Linked DNA regions of Ovis aries: region 2 is linked to region 1. The links are chromatin contacts, called in public Hi-C maps. All regions are on one chromosome and are shown on one strand. The core of a region is the stretch at or near the end of the contact, and the rest is flanking DNA. Distances in the headings are between cores, read along the strand shown.

Region 1 (4,450 bases), core at 1,670-4,169:
GAGAACAGGTGTGTGAGGGAATAGGTGGGAAATGTCTAGCATTTTCCAGGAACAACTGCAAAGCTAGAGCAGCATGTTGCAGGACTGTGATGGGAATGTTAGGAGAACAGCAGGCAGTCTGCTCATTGTTGGAACTGAAGCGCTCACAGGTCTGCCGGAAGGTGGATGAGTCAAGGCTGAGTGATACTCATATTGTGAATGAAGGACAAGCAGGAACTGTTCAGGTCAAAAAAAAAAAAAAAAATGGAGGAAGAAGGGATACCAAAAAGGGAGATGAGCACATGCAAAAAGCAGGAGAATATGATAGTCATGGATACAAAATTAGAAACTCAGATGATAATGATGACAAGGTAACAGTAATGGTAGTGATTCAGGATGAGAAGTCTTCATAGCTCAAAAAATATTTCAAATTCATTTAACAGGCTATTTTATGAAGCCTCTGTGATCCCCCAACATAACTATTAATAAATTGTTGCTCAGTCACTCAGTTGTGTCTGACTCTTTGCAACCCCATGCACTGCAGCATGCCAGGCTTCCCTGTCCTTCACCATCTCTTGGAGCTTGCTCAAACTCATGTCCATTGAGTCGGTGATGCCTTCCAACCATCTTTCTTCTGTCATCCCCTTCTCCTCCTGCCTTCAATCTTTCCCAGCATCAGGGTCTTTTCCAGTGAGTTGGCTCTTCACATCAGGTGGTTAAAGTGCTGGAGCTTCAACTTCACTACAGCCCTTCAAATGAATATTCAGGGTTGATTTCCTTTAGCATTGACTGGTCTGATCTCCTTGCAGTCCAAGGGACTCTTCTCCAACAACACAGTTAAAAAACATCAATTCTTCAGCGCTCAGCCTTCTTTATGGCTCAACTCTCACATCCATACATGATTACTGAAAAAACCATAGCTTTGACTATACAGACCTTGGTCGGCAAAGTAATGTCTCTGCTTTTTAATATGCTGTTTAGGTTCATCATAACTTTTCTTCCAAGAAGCAAGCGTCTTTTAATTTCATGGCAGCAATCATCATCTGCAGTGATTTTGGAATCCAAGAAAATAAACTCTCTCACTGTTTCCACTGTTTTCCCATCTATTTGTCATGAAGTGATAGAACTAGATGCCATGATCTTAAGGTTGTATGAATGTTGAGTTTTAAGCCAGCTTTTTCACCCTTCTCTTTCACCATCATAAAGCAGATGAAGTTCTTTCTTAGCTTCTGCCATAAGGGTGGTGCCATCTGCATAACTGAGGTTATTGATATTTCTCCCAGCAATCTTGATTCCAGCTTGCGCTTCATCCAGCCCAGCATTTCACATGATGTACTGACTCTAAATATAAGTTAAATAAGCAGGGTGACAATATACAGCCTTGACGTACTCCTTTCCCAATTTTGAACCAGTCTGTTGTTCCATGACTGGTTCTAACTGTTATTTCTTGACCTGCATACAGGTTTCTCAGGAGGCAGGTAACATGGTCTGGTATTCCCATCTCTTTGAGAATTTTCCCCAGTTTGCTGTGATCTGCATAGTCAAAGGCTTTAGCATAGTCAGTGAAGCAGTAGATGTTTTTCTGGAATTCTCTTGCCTTTTCTATGATCTAACAGATGTTGACAATTTGATCTCTGGTTCCTCTGCCTTTTCTAAATCCAGCTTGAACATCTGGAAGTTCTCAGCTCACATAAAGCTGAGCTTGAAGCCTAGCTTGAAGGATTTTGAGCATTACCTGCTAGAAGTGAAGTGAGCACAATTGTACGGTAGACTGAACATTGCCCATTCTGGCAAATGTAATGTAGTTAATGTAGATGACTACTAATATAATTAATGTAGAATTGTAGAAGAGTAGAACAGTTAATGTAGAGAAGTATTAATACCTACATAGAAAGAAACTATGAAGATTTACTACGATAACACCTTAAGGCACCTGGCACTTGGTGTTCTGGAATGAGGAAGAGAGCATGGTAAAAGCCCAGAGTAAAGACTGGAAGCAACTTATGTTGCTTTTGAGTCCTTATGTTTATGGAAGCAACTGCAAAAGCAAAGGAGTCCAGGAGCCGGAAGAAACAGAGGAGGGCATGATGAGGAGGAGGGTGATGATAATGGCGGCGGCGGAGGAGCAACAACGAACAAAGAACAAAACTTAAAACGCTCAGAAAAGGCCTGGGCATCAGGGAGGTGGACAGAAAGGGGGCCATGTAGCAGGTACTCAGAAATGAGTCTGTTACAAAGTGCAAGAAGCTACAGCCAGCCTACAGTGGAAGGCAGGAGGGCAGAGATAAAAATCATCTGAACTGGCTCTCATTAATCCCCTGAACACACTCAGGGGATGACGGCATCCCTACAGTCCTCCAACAGGAATGAACAATCTGCAGTGCAAAGGCCACTCCACAGCCAAGTGAGGAACCACAAGCCACCAGAGAGGGGCAGCAGCCAAGAAAGGCACACAATTCAGAAAGAGGACGGGCAGGAAAGGAAGGGTACCGAGTACCAAGTGGTCAATGGCCTCTCTAACTCACCATCAAAGTTATTCAATAGCTCAAACAGGGTAGCATTAATGCTTCTGCAAATGACTGTCAAAGGGCAAGTACAATACAAGCAGGCCTCATAACCTGTAAGAGTCTCAGGCTTACTAAAGAGAGTTGGATAGAAACCTTCACGTTAAGTGGCAACTTCAAAAACAAAGGCACAGGATAACACAATGCCCAAACCACAGCACTTGCACTAGGGCTTATTTTATATACTGTGGTCCACAAGCCATACTGATGTCAGTTATAAAATACAAACTGATCCATGAGATGCTTGAAATACATATTTTTTCGATTGGTTATTTTTAGAGAAGGTGTATGTCAGAGCTGAGGTTTATCTGGCTCTGTCAAAGCTACTCTTCTGATATTTTGGGGCAACTGTAAACTAATCCCAAGGAAGCAATACTGTCTAGGAATCCTCTTACCATCTTGCTGCCAACTCTGGTGTGACCTCTCTAATTTTATTCACTACCTAGAGGGTAAGTCAGAATATGACCTCCTTGTAGAAAAGAGATTTAAGGAGTAAGCTGAGGAAGGTACTACCTTCATTCTTTCATTATAGCTTCAAGCTGCAACTTTTATGTTGTCTAGAAAGTTTTTTTTTTTAACTCTGAGGAAACAATGTTGAGTGTCATTTAGCAAAACTTCAGCCCTGGAAAAAGTCACTTATTTCAGAGACATTCTAGAAACACAGAGAAACTAAGTGACTATCCTCAGGCCACATTTCTTACAGAGCCAGGTCTATGGCTGTGTTTCCTGTGTGTTCTTCTTCCAACTAAGGCAGAATCCACAGGCTTTAAATAGGATAGTCTATGAGATAGCTCACCATAAATTAAGAAAGCATGAGAAATATTATTTCTTCAAGGCTAAATGTCAAACTTAGTATAAATGAAACAAAGATGCCAATAGGACAGTAGCTTTCAGTCTGAGTCACCAATTAACTCTGCGGGCAGGCATGGCACATGGGGGTCCAGCACTGCCTATAACTTATTCTAGAAGTTGAATTTAAGATTAAACTGAATTGGAATTCATGCTTTAGAAATGAGGAGTTAAGGAGACACTCTTCAAAGGTCTTCTTTCCTACAGGTACTGTACATTAAAAAATCCTGGAAAAACAGAGTGACATCAGGATCATTTTTTAAGCTCGCAGGCATGCTGGGCTCAGGCATCTTTTACCTTTGATCTCACATCATGTCTGTCTGGCTACCTGTATAGCACTGGCTATTAAGTCAGTTCATAATGCTGAACACAAATAAATCATCATGATCAGTTAAGATGGCAGACAAGTCCACAGAACAAGTCAGAAACATTTCCCCAGAAAAAAAAAATTATAGTTTAGATTGAGATATTTAAATAGTTAAATGCTTACTACGCGGAACATTCCTTGAAGCCATCAGAGAAGTTTTACTGTACTGAATGCAGCCGGCTTCGTGAGTGAGCAGCTCCAAGTGTGGGGCCCTCAGGCTGCCAAGCACAGCATTTACCCTTGCGTGCTTCTGTAATGGATATCTGTGGATATTTATAGTCTAAAAGCCTGAGCAATGGCACTCAGAGTGCTGACACTGATGCCAGACTAATAAACACCAGAGGCACCACCTAGTAGCCATTGCTACATATTGAAAACCTTCTTAAGTCGGAATCCACATCAAGGATACAACATGTCGACTCACTTTGAGGTGCAACTAAAAACAGAAAGCAGTTACATGTTACTCTCTTTGCCAGAGATGTGCAGAGGGCCCAGGGTATTTATGATGGATAACCTGGGTCTCTTCCACATGGAAACAGAATATTCAATGAATGAAGCAATAGTGATGCCCTGTGTAAAAGTATTCTACCAACTGACCCTTTTTTTAAAAAGTCAAAAGTAAAGAGAAACAAAGGGACATAAAACGTTAGGAAAATGAATGACCCTCCTGCATTAATGTTTTCCATTACAG
Region 2 (4,321 bases), core at 106-2,605, 64 kb after region 1:
CGCAATGTACTATTGATAATTCCAGGCCTCCACCCTGGTAAACTGGCCTTAGCAATCCTCAGATCTGCTTCTGTACGAGTGAGGCATCACCATCCCTCTGTGTCCATAGCCCTGATCATAGACGATGAACACAGAAATGCATCATTTCACCCCAAAGAGAATGCAATCTTGAAGGCAGTTTGCCTTGGAAGCTCAATTAGCGATTCACCAAGGAGGAAAAAAAAGTGATTTCGGAGTTCCATTCTGGTTTTAGGGCCCGGAATGTTTTGTGTTGCATGAACAATGACTAGCTCGCTGGAGCAGCCTCCCAACCCCCACAGCTTGGCTTCGGTGTGGCCAGTCACCCTGAAAGCTGCCAGGGCTGCCACTCGGTGCCTTCCAGCAACGGGACTTGGCTCCTAAAGGATTTGTCAGATCATCCTCCCAATATGGCTGCCAGAGTAAACCCAGGCTGCCGACCGCCGAGACCACACCAGCCCCCGCCACGGATGGCCAGCATCCAGCGAGCCCCCTCCCTTCCCACCGCGCTTCTCTCCAGTCCTTGCGACAGCGGCTCCCCCCTCCCACTCGATGCCCGCGCCTGCCTTCATCTGGCAAAAGGGCACAACCACATTCCTAGCCGAAGCCTCGATGCCAACCCTAACGGGGGAGAGGGGATGGGGGTAAATGAGAAGGGTGGCTTCAGCACGGAGCAGAGAGAGCCATAATGTGCGCAGAGAGCCCGGGTAACCGAGGGGCAGCGGCGGCTCGGCTGACCGCCGGGGACAGCCGGAACCTGGCGGCTCAGGGGAGGCGGAGAGCTGGTGCGGGCCACTGCGGGGGACCCGGCAGGCCGCTGGCCCAAGCCCGGGGCTCGCTGCTGGCCCGAGGACTGTCCCCCACTCGCGAGGCCGAGACTCCCCCACCCCGCCCCGCCCCACTCGGTGCCCCGCTGGGGCAGCGCCCTCAGTGTTCGCGGCTCCGGCCCGGCCCGGAGCTTCCCCGGCTCGGACCCCGCCAGACCCCGGCCTGGCCGCCCCTCCCCCCGGGCGGTCCCATTCTCAGGCTGGCGGCGCAGCGCCAACCGCCGCCCGCCTTACCTCAGCCGCGCTGCGGACAGACTGACAGGCGGGCGGGAGGGCCGGGTCAGCAAGAGCCGCGGCTCGCGGGGGCGCGGGGAACCCGGCACCGACGTTCCTTAGCGCGAGCAGCGGCCGCCGAGAGCCGCAGGGCGCCGCTCGGCAGCCCCATCACACAGCTGGCCAGCCCGGCATCAAGGGCCACGGAGGGCGGGAGTCCAGGAGACCCGGGCGCGGCAACCGGCGAAGAGCGGCTCAGCCCCGCGCTGGCACCTCCCAGGACCGCCGCCGTCAGACTGCTCAGCGTCCGTCCTCTCCAAGCTCCGCCTGCTGCCGCCGTCCTAGGACACCGCCCGAAGCCCGGCTGCCGTGCGTCACCTCGGTCCGCCTTGGCGCCCGCGACTGACGCGGGCAGCGACCAATCGGGGTGCAGAGCTCCGAGCGGCCGGCCAATCGCAGGGGGAGCTGGTGAAGGGGCGGTGAGAGAGGCGGAGACGGCTGGGCGCCCCCTGGTGGCTCAGAAGCCGGAGCTGGTGTGTGGGGGTGCGGGGTGGGGGAAGGCGGCGCCCAGAGTCCCCTACCGGGTGACCCCCGAAGGGCGTTAGCCGGCAGCAGCCGCTCCGGGCTAACCCGGTGATCCGCCTTGTAAGGGGACAAAGCAAGGCTAAGTGGGGCGGGGCGGGACTGTGGGGACCCGACGCCTGCGGAGGGGCAGAAACGAATGTGGGAGGCAGCCGAGTGTGGAGTCATTGTCCGTTTGGAAAACATCTCACCACGCTGAAGCCGCGAAACACTGCGCAGTCGGAGCTGAAACACGCAAAAGGATGAGTGTACTATCCCGCAGAAAGCTTACCGGCCTATTCTTAGCGAGCCCGAGCACAACACCTCCCACACGCCACCTTGGGAAAAAAGGCGGAATGAGTAATGGAAAAGCATGACTTAGTGGGCATTCAACTTGTCTCCTTGGGAGACCGAGTAAGGGCCGTGAGTAAACGAACAAAATGCTTTGTATCGCCCCGGAGTTAACCAACCGAGGTCCCCCCTGGGAGATTCCCTTAAAGGAGGGTTATTGGAATTCAGAAACCGGAGAACACACGCGCTCTGCTAGCTATTTTTAAAAATCAGATTTAGATTCAGGTCTAAAGAAAAGTACACAGCTGTTCACGTGAGGTACAATTCTGTACTTAATAAAATATTAATTCTACAGTAATATGGGTAATTATCATGCCAGGCATCACTATTTTACAAGGTTATGATATACTTTTTCATTTACTAGCAGAAATTTAAAATAAAATCTGATTCCTCCCCCCACCCCTCCGCTGAATTCAATACAGAATTGGATGTTAAAAAGCCTCTGTATAAGCAGAGACGCTAAAACATCAGAATTAAATTTCTACACTAAGGGTTTCAGAAGATTTGCACCACCGCTAAACTCCTCCATACTCGCCATCCAGCCAACAGCTATTGAACCTTTCATATACAATGTAAACTCCACCTATCCACAGAAGGATTTGACATAGCTTACACTGAACCACACAAGCAATAAAACTGTATAGCATTAAAGTAGGAGTAAAGTTAATTTTTTTTAAGTAATAAAGTCTGTATAGGGGAAAGGGCTGTCTGAAAAAGGGGAATGCATAGAAAGAAAAATAATATTTAAAAATACAGTCAAGGGAATGTGCCACCACTGAGCACAAAACCCACCTGGTAGCTTCCTGAAGGCCATGACAAAAATAGAATTACAATGAGTTAATAGAAGTTCATGGATTCATTAGTAGACACCAACCTTTTCCTTAGAAAAAGAAAATCTCTTAAGTCAAAGATCTCTCTTGGTAAATGACACATTGTGCTTGAAAACATGTGGGTTATTTTCAAATATCTTTTGATACTGATTTCTAACATAATTCCACAGTGACAAGAGAATAGACACTGTATGATTTAAACAGCTTTCTAGCCCATGAAATTTTTTCATCTTATGTTATGTCCCTGGATATGTTCCAGCGTCTCCTGGTTTATAGTCTTTGGGAACTTGAGTCGAACATGTATCCTGCTGTCGTGTGAAACTTGTATAAATCTTAATTTTGTTAAATTGGTTCATAGCACTTTCCAGACTTGGTATAGCCTTCTTTTCTATTTATTAATTTTTGAGAGTTTGATATTGAAATACCAACTAAAACTCTTAATTTATCTACTTAAAAAATATCAGAATATATAGTGGAACTATATGTAACTTTGTTCTGTATTTTCCAAGTTTCCTGTAAATGTGTTATACTTTCATAATTAAAAAAATAAAAGCTCTTTGCATAAGTACTCAGGTAAGCACCATGGAGAGTTACAAAAACCTGGATGGTAGTATTGTTTGAGCTCTCAATGGAGTTCAAATCAAAAAGAATGTGAAACAGTGAAGGGAATGTGGTAGTAATCAGCCCTAGACAAATTAAGCAAAAGCACACAAAGAAGGATCAAGAGAGGTAGATAAGACTGTTCTAGGTTTCAAGACCAAAATAGCATGCTCTACCTAAGCTTTTTGCCCCTCTGACAAATGAAATCGCTCTGCAGAGACCTTCAGTTTCTCAGGTTACAGATTTTGTACAGAGTCACCTCTCAAAAGTCGGATAGTACTAGAAAATTGAATTTAGTCATGGCCCAATAGTTATCCCTGGAAAGAACATCAAAAGATTTATAAATGTTATGCACAGAGCCATGCTACCACAACTAATAAGGTGTCTAGATACAAGATCAATATAAAAAAATCCAAAGTACTCCTTTTCATTAGGAAAGACTAACTAGAAAATGTGATTTAAAGTGCTTCTGTTAAAAATAGCAACAAAACTATTAAATATTTAAGGGTAAGTTGACAAAAGATAACCAAGACCCATATGGAAAAAAGTTATACAACTATATTTTTGAAACACATTTGATGAGATAGGTGTGTTCAGGGTAGTATGAAATTAGATGATGAAACATACTAAAGAAGATCTAAAAAGATGGAGGTGTTCTTTATTTGGGGGCAGGAAGAAAATATTAGCATGTCAGTTCTTTCTAAGTTAATCTATAAACTTAGTCATTTCAATGAATATTTCGACAGGATTGTTTATGGAATTTAACAAAGTGATAGTAAAATTCAAAGAATAAATCTAGTCTATGTCCATTTTAAAAAATTAATATGCTAGAACATATCCAAGAGTATCCATGACAATTTTAAAGAATGAGGTATGGGGACTTGCTCATAAGTTAACAAGATTTTCTGTAACATCATACTA

The links. A called contact is a pair of places that touch in the nucleus more often than the background predicts.
Region 2: a Hi-C map of muscle shows a contact between it and region 1, with 6 times the contacts expected there. The contact joins the promoter of KIF1B here to the enhancer-like site in region 1. A contact is called at or near these places in 4 of 16 Hi-C or Micro-C datasets (liver, muscle, retroperitoneal adipose tissue and 1 more).

The regions. Positions count from the first base shown.
Region 1 is chr12:42,539,157-42,543,606 of ARS-UI_Ramb_v3.0, forward strand. The region is part of intron 14 of KIF1B (kinesin family member 1B); the gene reads right to left. Among named protein-coding and RNA genes, the nearest start is that of KIF1B, 65 kb to the right of the region's middle. Within about 2 kb of position 2,920, at least 4 of the 54 cell types and tissues checked have an H3K27ac peak or open chromatin away from gene starts, as enhancers often do. A contact at or near this core is called in muscle, where this site is marked.
Region 2 is chr12:42,604,969-42,609,289 of ARS-UI_Ramb_v3.0, forward strand. It overlaps KIF1B (kinesin family member 1B), which reads right to left and starts at 1,356. Exons shown (of 47, transcript XM_060396494.1): 1 at 1,080-1,356.